Regions from separate parts of the Zea mays genome. Here region 2 is linked to region 1. A link is a contact called in public Hi-C data. All regions are on one chromosome and are shown on one strand. Each heading gives the region's core, a stretch centred on a gene start, on an enhancer-like site or on the middle of the called end of the contact. The rest is flanking DNA. Distances are from core to core; before and after follow the strand shown.

Region 1 (7,591 bases), core at 2,627-5,126:
GTTTTGCCGGAGCTACACAAGTCACCCTGCTTCCTCATCGAGCTTGGCCTGCATCTCGTGGATTTGCTCGAGCTGTGTGTCCTGACCCCTCGCAGGGACTGGGACCACAGCTAGCTCCCGCGGGATGTCGGCGCGAGATGCAAGCTCAGGGGGATCGTTATCCTCCGGCATACCGAGGTGGTTTCCTTCGTCGCGATCCCCCAGATCGACGTGGAAACATTCGCGACTTGGGCCACAATCTTTGTCGTCAAGGCTGTGGCCATCGTCAGAGCAACTGGAGAGGCAGTAGTCACACGCGGTCATGAAATCTCGCATGGCACTGGGATCATGGAGCCCGGAGAAATCCCAACCGGAGTCGGGGTCGTCTTCTTCCTCGGAACCCAGGGGCCCGTAGGTTGAGACGGCCGTCAGTCGGTCCCAAGATGACCACATATGGTACCCCAAAAGGTTAGGATATGCCTTTACGAAGGCACTCACCGAAGCGGGGTCGCTTGGTGGATCGAAGCTAAATCTAAAAGGCACAGGGTGGAAAACGGACGGTACCTCTTGGTCGATGGACGGTGGTGAAGTCGCGTCGGGGACGAACTGCACCGTTATCTCAAGTACGAGGCTAACGCCCAGTAAGTCCTTCGCGAGAGTGCTGGCGTTATCTATCCGCTTGGGGTTGGCACGTTGCGGGGAAACGACATCCGTCGTTGTCTCAGGTGCGAGGACAACGCCCAACATGTCCCCCGCTGGGGTGCCGGCGTCGTCGACTCGCTCGACATCCGACGAGGTGCCGCCTCCTGCCTGGCCACGGTTGCCCCGTCTCCTCCTCCTGTGGCGAGGAGGGTGGCGGGGCAAACCCGGATGCTGCTCTTCCGCCACGGGGGAAAGACGTCGTCGAGTTCGCCGCCGCCGGGCGAGCTGACGACCGTCGTTGTTGCTGTCGCGCTGCGGGGGGAGGAGTACCATGTCGTAGTTGCCGTCGAGGGACATGAACTCGAGACTCCCGAAGCGGAGCAGCGTCCCGGGCTGAAGAGGTTGCTGAAGACTACCCATCTGGAACTCAACGGGAAGGTGTTCGTTAACACGCAGCATGCCCCTACCTGGCGCGCCAACTGTCGGCGTTTCGGACCCGGGGGACCCTCAACCGAGCCGACCAGTGAATTTATCGCTGCGTGCCCCTGCCCAGATGGGTTGGCGCAAGATGGAACACAAGGGGAAATGCGGCTTGTATTATCTCGCACCGGGGGTGCTCGTAGTAGGGGTTACAAGCGTCGTGAGAGATAGAGAGAGAGAGAGAGAGAGAGTGAGCCTGTTCGTTTGCTTGTCCCCCGCGCCACCCTCCCGCAGGAAGGCCATGGACCTCCCTTTTATAGATGGAAGGAGAGGGTCCAGATGTACAGTGGGGGTGTAGCTATGCGCTAACGTGTCTGGCAGAGAAGTGCTTGAGCCCTGTGTACATGCCAACGTGGCTGTTGGAGAAGTGCTTGAGCCCTGCGTACGCGATAACGTGTCCGTCGGAGAAGTGCCTGAGCCCTATAGAAGCACATCTGGCGGTGCGACTGGGATCCTGCTAACGTCTCCTTGCTTCCGTAGGGGGCTGAGAACCACCAACGTCATGGACGCACGCGGGGAACCATCATTACCTGTTACCGGGGCGAGCCAGATGGGATGCCGGTCTTGTTCCCTCGTAGCCTGAGCTAGCTAGGGGTAGGGTAATGATGTATCCCCTATGGCGCGGTCGGTCCGAGCCCAAGGTCGGGCGAGGCGGAGACTTCTCCTGAGGCCGAGGCTGGGGTCGGGCGAGGACGCGATTCCTCCCGAGGCCAAGGCTGAGTCCCAAGGTCGAGCGAGGCAGAGACCTCCTCCCGAGGCCGAGGCCTAAGGTCGGGCGAGGCGGAGCTTCCTGTTGCGCCCGAGGCTGAACTCGGCTGTTGTCAGCCTTACCCGGGTGGTTGGCACAGCAGTCAGAGCGGGGCGAGTGGCACTGTTTTCCTGTCAGATCGGTCAGTGAAGGGGTGAAGTGACTGCGGTCACTTTGACCTTGCCGACTGCGGCGCGCGTGTTAGGATAAGGTGCTAGGCGATCTTCGCATTGAATGCGCCTGCGATACGGTCGGTTGGTAAGGCGATTTGGCCAAGGTTGCTTCTCAACGAAGCCTGCCCGAGCTGGGCCTCGGGCGAGCCGAGGGTGCGCCCACTGCCTGAGGAGGCCCTCGGGCGAGGTGTGAATTCGTCTGGGACTACAGTTCCCGCCCGAGGCTGGGCTCAGGTGAGATCGCGTCCCTTGGGAGACGAGGCCTTGACCTGAACCGTGCCCATCAGTCTTTGCGGTTTGTGCTGAGGGTGGTTACCAGCCGTGTTTAGGAGTCTTGGGGGTACCCCTAATTACGGTACCCGACAGGGTCGTTGGGTCGCCTGACGATGCTTGTTGCGGCGACGCAGACTGTCCGTGGCTCTGGGCCGGACGATCCGCGACCTAGTGATAGAAGCAGCTTCTTCCCTACGCGTTGTCGAGACGGTCCGCGATCTAGACCGAACGGTCCACGGTGGCGCAGGGTCGTCTTCTTCTCCTCGTAGAACCTAGATCTCACCCTCTGGAGGAGAGACCTTAGGGTGTTTCGGGTCAGCAGGTCACCCGGGGCGTCTCCAGACGACGTAGAGTCGTCTAGAAATTAAGAGATCAATTCAAGGAAGAGATCTTGTTTGAAGTAGACGAAGTAGATCTTGCTCCTCATGATGGGTAAGATCATAGGATCGTTCTGGTGTCGACATGCCAGCACAGGACGAATCTAGACGACGTAGAGTCGAATAGGGGTGGAGTTGGATATGCGGAAGCCTACAACTAAAGCTATGTTAAATCTACTCTTAGGGCAAGAAAAGTAAATAAAGTAGATATGTTCGATTGGAATGATCGGGGGTTCTCAATTGACCGTACCCCTATATATTTATAGGGGAGATGACCTGGACCCGTTTCTAGACGATAACCAACAGATCCAACGTGATTAGATGGATAACCACGTTCGAGATAAGGATAATCGCCCGAATTAATCTAATCACGGGGCGAGCGGAGTGTCCAGGTCCGAGGACGAGACCGTCCGCCACTTTTGATGCTCAACAATAAGTAACTGAGTTTTTGTTTCTCATAGATTTGTAAAAATAAAGTGCCATGAAAAAATACCGGACTTTTTTAGTGCAGCGTAGTAATTTTCTCAAAAATATTTGACAATTACCTTCGCAAGAAAAACTTTAATACAAATATAAAAATAAAAAACGCTATGACAGCATCAAAAACTCGGCCGGGGAGGGAAAGACCGCCCTCCCGGTATTATATTAAGAAGAGACCAAAACATGGTCCCGGCCGAGAAAATCCCCGAACTCTGGCCCCCCATCACTAGCGGGCCGTCACCGCCCACTCTGCAACGGCCCAGCCGGAGGGTGGCGCGCAGGACGTAACCCGGGAGCGGGTGGGGCACAACGAGGGGATTTTTTTAACCAAGCCAGAAATTCGCCCCCGAGGGGGATCGAACCCAGGACCTGGAGGTGCTACTCGGAAGCCTTAACCATTACGCTAGAGGCCCTTTCGCAACGCTATGACAGCATCACCCTAATCCATCTCCCCTCGATTTGGCCCGATCCCTTAGAGCTAGTGCACAGAATAGTCATCAACACCGCAAGCCTTAAAAAAACGCATGGGCCATTGCAACGGGATCCCCTTTCCTCTTTATGGGCTCACCAGTCATTGGCTCGAGATCGATGGATTAGGTGCAAAAGTGGATCGCGGGCCGACGCCAGTACAGCTGTCAGCTCGGCCCACCTTCTCGGCCCGACGCCCTGATTTCCGCTCGTCTTGCTCTCGCACCCTTCCCACTGCCGGCGGCGGCTGAAGGCGGCGCGGTATCAGCTTGGTGATTTGTGAGCGATGGCGCCGCCGGGGTCGCGGCGGTGGGCTTACGTGCGCGTGATGGCCGGCACCATCCTCGGTGGCGTACTTGGATTCTACGTCATGCACCGCGTCGAGACCTCGTACAAGGCACGCCAGATCCAGCCCTGCCCTACTCCCCCACCCCTATGGCTATGGCTAGCGCTGTCGCCAGTTTCCAGCGGACTCGCTCAGCATTTCTCTTGCAGGCGAGAATGGAGGAGAGGCTGCGGAGATACGAGGCGCATCTGCTTGCCAAAGCCAAGGAGTCGCAGCAGTTGCAGGACGAGGCACAGCGGGAGGATAAAGCCCAGTTCCTGCCCGACTCGTGACACCGACATTCTTCCCCTCTTGCGCCTGCTCTTTTCCAAGCTGTTAGGTACGAGCTGCCACTACTAGCTTCCATTTCCGAGGGATCATATGTGAGATACATATTGAATTTATGGGTTAATTCCGGCCATTTTTATCCCCTTTTAGCTCGCATTGTTCAGTTTTGAGTGCATTGTATTGTGACAGCTGTAATCTATACATTTTGTTGAAGCATACATAGTCATCTGGTACAGCCGAAAATCCAACTCTGCCAGGGCACAGTGCTTTGGTTCTCTCTGATTGAACTGTAAACAACTAAAGCATATGTTATGGAGCGACCTATCCTGTTCCAGATTATGCATAATCGTGGCATAATCTAGTCCTCAAGCAGTATTGGCATTAGTGGGTACATTTAGTTTATGTCAAAACCAGCCTGACCAAAATTTTAACCCAATGCTACTGGAGACATGTGCATGGAGCAAATCAAAACTGGTTTTGCCTGGAAACACCGGTGGCCTTATTATTACTGAATTGATAGATTCTTGGATTGTCGTGATCTCAGTAGTCCTGCCTAATTGGGCCACTCAGCAGCAAGACGAAACTTTTGGATCGTTCAATAACAGAACAACCCTTCCAAGGGTGGGCATGGTAATAACATAAAAGGTTGATAATTTTTTCAGGCATCAGTGTGCTAATATAAAGCCAATTTGAATAGAGTAAATATTGAAGAAGGCTTTTCTTGAGGAATGAACCTGTAACTACTAGGTGCTTAAAAAGTAAAAGATAAATAATATATTTTTTTTCTGGCATTTGATTGCTTAATGTGACTATGCGAGTTTGAATCATTGTAGAGCATTCAACTCTCCAACTCCTGCAGTCTTGGTCGATACTAGTCGTATATTTTGAAACAGGAAAAAAAACTTGTAGCTCAGATCTAAGTGCTATTGCTCTCAAGCAACATGATCAAATTTCATCTGTAAGAGACTAGCTAGGCAAATGCCAGAAGCTAGTGATAAGAACCTGAACTGTGCACCTACAATGCAACAAAGCATATCCAGATTCATCTGAAATTGGAAGAATAATATGGTTTGTGAGTTGTGACTGATGAAGTTCTGAAAAGGGCATCTTGCTATTTGTGCAATTCCTCATGTTGTGGCTGACCACAATGTCTGCAATTAACCTTTTATGGTTATAGCAACATCCACTAGTACCATGATTTGTCTGTGCTAAAGTTCTCTTGGACTCTCTAGAAGGTCACATAATGCTCAAAAGTTCATACAAGGAAGACTGAATACCAGTTATCCCTTATTCCCCTTACATATTATACCTCTTTGGAGCCGTTCTTCCTGTTGCGTTAGTGACAGATTTTCTTCCCATACTGTGGCTCATCCTTAATCACCATGATATCAGTCGTCATTACATTCCTGAAAATCCACACCAGGTTTACTTATTTCAGCCGGAACTGAACCAGATAGCACGCATACTCTTTTTTGCAGAATAACATAGGGCACTGGGGCCAAGGAGTCCGTCCACTCGTTTTTTCAGATGTAGAGACATAAGATCGACATGTACTTTTTGCTTGTTGCTGTCTTCTTTTTTTGGTATCAAGAAAAATGCACCATTCGAGCGCAAGGTTGGGGTCAATGTATGAACGCCAAATATGAATATACTTTGATGTCTATCCGCACGTACTCTGCTTTGCAATCTATTGGTTTTCATCAACATTATCCATGCAGTGAAATTTCATTGAACACTTGATGGTTTTTTTTTTGTACACACCACTTTTTTGTGATTTTCTTTTTCATCTTGGCAACAGTTACCTGTACTTAAAAAATCCATCTCAGGCCAGGTTCTTCTCCTGCTCTCTATTGAAGGAACAAGTGGTTTTAAACGGGGAAAAAAAACTGTTCATTGAACACACATGGTGGATCTTCACAGGTAGAAGGGATGGCTTTGGCCCTAGAATCTTGTTTCCTTAACACATGAGTTTAGCCATTTCCTTTCAAATTCCAATGTTGTTATTTCTGTCCGCAAGACTCCCTGACAGCGATAGACAAAAAAGTGTGTAAATGTCAGATTGGGCCATGTCAGGATCACCGGTACTGTACTCCAGAGATTAGCTTCGTCCAAACTTCTTGCCCTGGAAAGCATCCCCCCCCACACACACAAACACATTGACAACAAATAGCGGGCTGTCACACAAACTGCTGTGTTGATTAACCTTGCTCTCTGTGACGCCCTGGCAAAACTTTACACGTGGCGTCAAATAAGCCACGTGCCTGGATATAGTACACCTATATGTTTGGTTCGCTGCCCTGTCACCATACCACCCTGTATCCTGATCACTGGTCTTAGGACACTCGAAACCACTTTCCACTAGGGTAGCCTGATGGGGGCCGGATATACCGCCCGGAACCGGAAACAAACAGGTGCAGAGCCAGCCAGCCAGCCAGCCACTACCATAACCCTACTAGTGGAAACTGGTTTCGAGGGCGGGTTGCCTGGCACCCTAGTGGAAAGTGGTTTCAGAAGGGTCGCATGCATCTATCCCTGTCCCAACTTGCTATTTAGATATCACCTTAAATTATGAGTTGACATTTGGGTCAAGCACATATTGCACCAGCACAGCAAACACAACTTTTCCTATTATTTTACTGGGTTCAGTTATAACTCTTGAGAAAACAACGTGCAAATCCAGTTGACAACTTTTTTTTATCCTATAGCAAATTGCTTTGACAATTTTTGCGAGCGCATATCATCTTTACACGGCAAAGAAAAAAGAACAAAAAGTGAATACTCTCCACGAGACGTTAAAGCGTGTACAACACCCTTGCTGATGTTCATTGCATGACATCACAGCTCGTCGAGATCAGGACGGTTGAATAATTGAGCTCTTCTTCTTCTTCTTCTTTTTTCTTAAAAAAAAATCTGGTTCATGGTCTCGGGGTCCATCCAACCAATAGAAAAGTTCCACTTTTTTTAATGCATCGCTTTTGACAATAAATCTGATTAGGAAACCATTCAGTGGTTAGCCGCTCGCTGGTACGACATCAAGGACAACAACTTGGGGGGTTGCTCTAACAAGTGGGTTTCATCAATAGTTAAATTGACGCATTTAAAATACTATCCGTGCAGTTGACTGATTTTTTTTCCCATACTACTCCATCCGTCCCCAAATACTAGTTGTTTTAACATTTTACTAGATTCGTATAATACTTAAATACTTAAGATATCTGTTTATATATATATATATATATATATATATATATATATATATATATATATATATATATATATATATATATAGATTCATTATCATCCATTTGAATATAGACATAAATTTTAAGGGCTAAAACGACTAATATTCTGGGACGTA
Region 2 (7,591 bases), core at 1,934-4,433, 300 kb before region 1:
AAGCTAAAAATCAGATTGTGAACCTGCTGTATCAATCATGTCATCAATCAGGATAGCCACTTTTCCTTTCACGTCGCCAATTAAATTCATGACCTGAAAAAATATGATATAGGCCTCTGTAGTTTTCGAAGCTATAATTGCATTTTATTGCACAGATCAACATAGTCAAAACATGGATGACTCACACCGTGACATAGATTGCTTAACAAAACATCAGGTGATGAAAATACTTGCATACAATTGCAGTACTAATGAAACTATACAGCTATAAAGAATATGGTGAATCATTGTATTTGATAAGTTTCAAACTCAATGAAGTTAAAAATAAAAAAGGTAAAGAGACAGGCAGACCAGGAAAACTCATATCCTGTTTCTAGAACCTTGATAGAAGGGTGGGGCTCTGAAATAAGGATTGGTTCAATCCAAAGATCTCACCTCTGACATGTTGTGACCCTGTCTTCTTTTATCAACAATAGCTAAACGGGCATTCAATAATTTCTTAGCGAATGCACGTGCTCTAACAACGCCACCCACATCAGGAGAAACAACCACAAGATCTTCAGATATCGTCTTGCTGGCCAGGTAATCCAGAATCACAGGCTACAGACACCAAGGATGACACTAATTCGTAGTCAGATAGAATTTACAACGAGATGCAATACTGAAATCAAACGCTGTAAAGGAAGAACTCACACTACCTGTCCATATATATGATCCACAGGAATATCGAAGTACCCCAACGCTTGCGTAGAATGAATATCACATACAATGACACGGTCACTACCAGCTTCAGTAAGTAAATTTGCAGCAAGTTTGGCAGTAATGGGTTCACGCCCTTGAGCCTGAGTTACCAAAGACATTGTGCAGTTAAACAAAAGAAAAGCTAGTGCTCCATTTGGATGTCGGTATTGGAGGGCATTGAATTGAATTGGTTTCAATACCAAATCAGCCATGGTATTGAAATGAGATGCAATTCCAATTCTATTGTTTGGATGTCACTGTATTGAAGTTTGGAATTGGGTGGTCTAATTCCACGCAATACTGAGGGGTGACACTCTGAATTGGGAGAGAGAGTTTCTAGTTATAGTCCAATACCATGGAATTGGCTCTCTTATTCCAAAACTCAATTCCATGTGCAACCAAACAACAGAATTCAGAAAAGCTGATTCCAATTTTCAATTTTGTGCACCAATATCTGCATCCAAACGGGGTATAGATGTTCGTATATTAAAGCAAACAGCGCAGAATTTTTTTTCTAATTAAAGTTAGGCAGTTCTGATCGTCCTTAATACCTGGAAACCCATATTTGGTGCTAGGATATAAAGTAAAACAATTAGAGGAAATGAATAGAAGTCATTCATAATAGATGGATTTTGTCGGAGTTAAGGAAGCAGCAGTGAAATGCTTGATTTTTTTATCCACAATAAAGACAAATTGTCACTTTATTGCATGAAAATCAGCTTCGGAAGATTTTTTTTTGATCCATATAATAATAGGGTTTTTTAAGCTGGTGCCCTTGGTTTGGTGGTGTCCTAATTTTTACCTTTAGTCGTGTTTTTTGCTCAGTTTTACCCATCCAGCGCTATATAACAGAAGGGCAAAACTGAGCAAAAAAACATGACTAAGGGTAAAAGTGAGGACACCAGCAAAACCGAGGGCACCAGCTTAAAAACCCCAATAATAAAGTTGGAGGACCAAACAGGTGGCAAAATTTATCACAAATCAGCGTCAGCAGTGTACACTGCCCTTACAGCAAGCTTTGACAAGGAGCTCAAATGATGAAGCTTACATTGATGGTGTTGCTTTTATTTGCGTTTGGCAGGAGACACATTGAAATCAGAAGCAATACACTCCAAAATAATCTGTTTTATATTTTAAATTAAATTCTGAATCTGTCAATCTGAACGTACTAGGTTATAAACTAAATCACTGTATCATTTAGCTAATACTCCCTCCGATTTTTTTTTATTTGACGTTTGTTAGTGCAAATCTGAACTATTGAGCGTCAAATAAATAAAAATGGAGCTAGTACCTTTCTGTCTGCTCTGGCATAACCAAAGTATGGAATAACAACGGTAATAGACCGTGCTGAAGCCCGCCGGCATGCATCAATCATGATGAAGAGCTCCATGAGGTTTTCGTTGACAGGAGAGCATGTGGGCTGGATCAAGAACACATCACATCCTCTCACGCTCTCTTGCAGTTGCACATAAATTTCTCCATCAGCAAAGCGCTTGATCAGGATCTTGCCGAGTTCTATACCCAGGTAAGCAGCAATTTCCTAGAAAGTAAGTACAGAGAAGGACATTTCATTTTTCAGTAGTGTGTATAAAAACGATGTCGCCGCAACTATAGTGATCAAACATGAAAATCTAAAAACCGTACAGATCTGAAAACAGTACAAACAAAAAGGGTGCAACTTGCAAGCCCCCCTCCCGCGGTCCCCCCCCCCCCCAAAAAAAAAAACTGTTGGTAGTAGTGGCACAGAAGTCACTCATAGTGGTTGAAAGATAGGGCAATTATACACGTAATTGTGAAAGTAAAATTATCGTGCACGGTGCCTTTGACGACTTACTTAAAACAAGTGAAGAACCAGAAATAAAACACTATAGCCCCAATGTTGCATAAAAATGAAAACAAAAGTTTTTCTTCTTGTAATAACTCAGAAACCAAGCGAGACACGGTAAACACCTGAGCGAGCGGACGGTTAGCCGTGCCGGAGAAGATCTTCATCCTGGAGTCCCGCAGCTCCCTTGGCAGTGCGGCAAGCCTGGACTCCGGTGCGGGCACCTTTGGCGCCCACGCGGTCCTGGACTCGGCGCCGCTCATCCGCTTCCCTTCATGCGCCACCCGCAGCTGCTCGCTCCCGAGCACGCATCTCTGCGCACACCAAAAGAAGACCAACCAAAAACACACAATACCTCACCGCTTCGTAGGCATCACACGTGAATCAGAAAGCCCCACGACGAGACGAAACGCTCACCGGCGAGCGGAAGCGCGAGGCAGCTGCGCGGAAGGACGAGGAGACAACGCTGCGACTGCGGCGCGAGGAGAGGGACGACCCGGTCCCCGCCACGGCCGCGGTTGCCGCCATGGGATGCAGGTGGCGCGCGCGGCTAGGTTTTTGGGAGTGGGAGGGCGGTAGGATTCGCGCGTGGATGGGAGAGGCGTCCTCGGGTTGCCTCTTCACTTCAGGGGTCGAGGATGGCGGCGGCGGCGGTGCCGCAGTGGTGACCGCGTCGCCGTCCTTTTTATGGATGGTCGGATTGATTCCTTTTCTGCGGTTTTTAATTGAGGTCCGGTGCGAGGGTTCATGCTTTTTTATGTGAAATCCGCTATTTTGGGCACTGTTGGGTATTCTTTTAATATAAACCTTGCAATTTTGCAGTCGCATCCAATCATTCCGTGTTAATTCGTAGAAGCCTGTAGGGGACCGTTAATTTTAAGGCATTTATTTGCAGATTTCATTACAAATGGCACCATTTTGTGCAAGAATGAATGAGACATAATATTCTACCGTTAGAGCCTTAGGGCAACCCCATCCGTTTGAGAAAACAATTTCTTTCTTAAAAATTAACATGTATGAGAATGAAGTGAGAAAAACTATTTCGACCCGTTCCTTAGTCCTCTTTTTTATACTTTTGTGTTTCAAAATAGTTGACGCTTCAGTATTTAAGTTTTTTATTTTTAATGGGTATTTTGGAATAACATTTCTTTCCTCAAATATATCTATGTTTTTTATTTTTAATGGGTATTTTGGATTTTTTTTCCTTCTACGTTAATCTATGTAAGAGAGGCTAAAGGTTTGTTTGGTTAGATTTCTAAAAATTTGATGCTATCTATGAGCTATAAAAAAGTTGTTGTGAGTTAATAAATATGAAAAACCTAAAATTTGTTTGGTTGAAACAACTCTCAACTTAGATTCTACTAGTCAGTTGTCTGTGTGTTGCGACGGCTCACAACAATACTCACGTAAACTATCCACCAAAATATCTCAAGATTTTGTATTGATTGTCTCTGCTCTACGCATAATTTTTTTTATTTGACTAACCAAGTCGACATCGTGGTAAAGGAAAGACCATATAGAAGGCAATGCTGAGCCATCGAATGGGTACCATAGGCAGCAAATCAGGGACCTCATCCCTCACCTCCCCCACTTCTAAGGTTTCGTAGAGCGGGAAGGGAAGGGAAGAGGCAGTCATACCTGTTCGTTGCCGAAGAAGGACACGACGAAGACCTGGACATCTGGAGGCGACATAGGTAGTATACCGCTAGATACATACAGGGAGAGAGCACGCAAGCGGAGAAAGAAGCTCAGCCGGAACTGCTCCAAACCGAGAGACACCTGCACCAAGCGTCAGTACGAAATGGGCGAGAGAATGCGAGTGCCTTCCAGCCCTGGACCCACGGAGGCGACACAACACCACCACCAACTCCGTAGCATATGTCGACTGCTGCCGTTCTACGGGCCTTGGTTGTCCAATATCTCAGATCTGGACTCGTCATCGCCAAGATAACATAAGCATGGCAGACGCCATCGTGTCCTCCTCGGCGGCACGCACGAAGAAAAGCCAAGAGCAAGACCGACTCGCCCGTACCCGCGTCGACGAGCGTCGGTCGGCTCGTGCCTGCGATCGTGGGCAAGGGCAACAAGTTGGGGAGGAAGAACAGGGTGAAGGCCGGGAAGATGAACGGGACATCCGACGACGGCGAAAACGATGGTGCGTGCATGATGTGAAACACCCTTGTAGACGTGCAATAGCTACTGCACGGGTCGGTGTCGGGGCTGGTGTCGAATGAATACGGGAGAGGAGGCGCCTGCTCCCACGTCCTCTACCGAAATGGGTGGCACGGAGGAGGAGGCATGAGGGGAGAGAGAAATAGAAGCATGATGGCGAACGAGGTGGCGGCAACTGAGGCGAGGACCATCATTATCTTGCGAAGGTATAAATGGCTAAATGGGCCATGTCTGGCGGTCTGGTCCGGGGCACGACCCATTTAGTAGTGCTTGGGCCGTAGCCTCGGCCCGTAGAGCTGACCCAGCCCAACACGATTATATTTTTTTATTTTACAAAAAATTGTATATACATATGTACAATTTATATTCAATATTAAAAACAATTGACTATGATGTTCTACTGGTTAGACAGCTTCCCTTAAGTTTCCCACCCTTCTTCTATTAGGGCTTAGGTTCAAACCCCTCCTCTTGCACCACTTTTTTAATATTTTACGCTAATTTAACCAAATGACTCGACTGGCTAACGGGTTAATTTGAGATAGATAGATGTGAGGAGTTATTTGTAAAAATATGGCGCGGGACGACCGTTGAAATTGGTGCTTTAATATCTTAAAGATAAGAGCATGACAACGTGTAACATGTATAACAGGAATCTAGAAAACGTGAGGTAGCAGGTGATTCTGAATTGAAATAGTCAAATAGAGGAATCTATAGTTTTTCATAGATCTATTTTGATGTTGTGCTTGGGAAGTTGGGATAGGTCACGCCGATGAGGGCGTTGCCACGACTTGGGCTGCCAACGCCGTCGCAGCCGGGGTCACTCCTGCGGTCATGTTTCGGGTCGCCAGCGCCGCTGGGCCTCGGACCGTCAACACCGCGCCTAGGGCTGGCCACGCCACTGCACTGGCAGCCGTTGAGCCACCACGACGCGGCGCTACCTGCGGGCCACGCTGCCGCACCGGCAGCTGCCCGAGGAAGGGGGCAAGGCGCTGCGCTGCCTGCGGGCCACGCCCCCATGACAGCAGCCGCCCAGGGAAGGTGTCTAGGCACCGCGCTGACAGTGGGCCACGCCACCGTGTCAGTAGTCGTCGCGCCAGCAGCCACCCATCCCAGGGGGCAAGGCGTCGCGATGGTTGCGGGCCACGCCACCGCGTCGGCAGCCGCCCAGGGAAGGAGAATCACCGCCTCTGTCCAGGATGAACCTGTTGGTGCTTAGGGAATGGAAGACAATGGTGTTCTGCTTGGTGACGACAATGAACTCCTAGCATGGTTTCATGGAGCAGCGGCCGCTGCTTTGGGGGAAGACTGGATGTCCGAAGATGGTAACTATGGTGCATCACCGGCGAGCACCATCGGCTCACCGCGCCGGCAGCTGTCCAAGGAAGGGGGCAAGGCACTACACTGGCTGCGGGCCACGCCGCCATGACAGCAGCCGCTCAGGGAAGGGGTCTAGGCACAGCGCTGACAGCAGGCCACGCCGCCGCGTCAGCAACCGTCGCGCCGGCAGCCGCCCATCCCAGGGGCAAGGCGTTGCGCTGGTTGCGGGCCACGCCACCGCGCCGGCAGCCGCCCAGGGAAGGAGAATCACCGCCTCTGTCCAGGATGAACCTGTTGGTGCTCAGGGAATGGAAGACAATGGTGTTCAGCTTGGTGACGACAATGAACTCCCAGCATGGTTTCATGGAGCAGCGGGTGCCGCTTTGGGGGAAGACTGGATGTTCGAAGATGGTAACTATGGTGCATCACCGGCGAGCACCATCGGCCAAACTCCAGCACCATCAGCTCGCCGTAGGGGTGGGCGTGCACCTCAAGCTCCAGCTATTGTAACTCGCTCCTATGCACGCTCTGTCTCCCCGAACGTCAACCTCGACCTCGCTGATGCAAGGTAATAATTTTATCATGGTACCATTACCATTTGCTCCATAGTAATGTGCCACAATATGCATGCATTTCAATAACAGTCAAGTGAATTGGAGTGATGAGAACACTAAGGTTGTTTGCGAAATATTTGCTGAAGAAGTTGAAAATGGCAATCGTTCAAACACACATTTGAATAAGATTGGGTATAAAATGTGATTCAAAAGTTCTACCAAAGAACAGGTAATTTCTATGAAAGAAAACAATTCAAAAAACAAGTGGGAAAAGTTGAAAATTGATTATGGTATTTGGTGACAACTAGCAAACAAGGAGACCGGAATATGATGGGATGCAACCCACACAACCATTGACATGTCGGAGTCATGGTGGAAGAAAATGGCTATTGTAGGTCTCTATGTATTTTACTTTCATTTAAATATGCTTTATTAAATGTCCCCTAATTGGTAAACATTGATTGTAGGTAATCAAAGGTTCATACATATTTAGGCATAGAGGACTTTTAAATGAAGATAAACTAAGTATTATGTTTGAAGATATTCGTAACACTAGTGAAGACCATTGGAATCCATCTAGTGGTGTTGCACCTACTCAACATGAAGCTCCACCAGTGTCATCAACAATAATAAACCTAGATGAAGAAGGTCAAGAAGATATCAACAATGAAGAGAGTGAGGCAGAGGAGGAGACACCTACAAGTAGAAAATCAAAGAGAACCAAGGTGCAAGCACGTGCCAAGGGAAAGAAACCAAAGACAAGTAGTGGTCGATGGTCTCAACAGCAGACGGGTGAGCTTATGGCTATGAATGAGAGAGCCGCTATATCTTTGAGTCTATGGCTATGGCTAGTAGAGAAACCAACTATGATATTTCCATCAGTGAGGTCATGGCATGTTGAAGGCATGTGGTGCTACTTCGGGCACAAAGGAGCATTTCATTGCCACATGTTTGTTCACCAAAAAACTGTAAGGGAGATGTT

What was found. A called contact is a pair of places that touch in the nucleus more often than the background predicts.
Region 2: a Hi-C map of ear shows a contact between it and region 1, with 2.8 times the contacts expected there. The contact joins the promoter of LOC100279628 here to the promoter of LOC103638796 in region 1. A contact is called at or near these places in 3 of 25 Hi-C or Micro-C datasets (ear, endosperm and tassel).

What each region holds. Positions count from the first base shown.
Region 1 is chr9:105,637,155-105,644,745 of Zm-B73-REFERENCE-NAM-5.0, reverse strand. LOC103638796 reads left to right here and starts at 3,876. Exons shown (of 3, transcript NM_001328274.1): 1 at 3,876-4,017; 2 at 4,116-4,285; 3 at 5,712-5,848. The coding sequence starts at 3,907. The coding sequence ends at 4,238.
Region 2 is chr9:105,936,333-105,943,923 of Zm-B73-REFERENCE-NAM-5.0, reverse strand. LOC100279628 reads right to left here and starts at 3,183. Exons shown (of 8, transcript NM_001152624.1): 1 at 2,984-3,183; 2 at 2,692-2,880; 3 at 2,033-2,281; 4 at 699-842; 5 at 436-600; 6 at 24-93. The coding sequence starts at 3,094.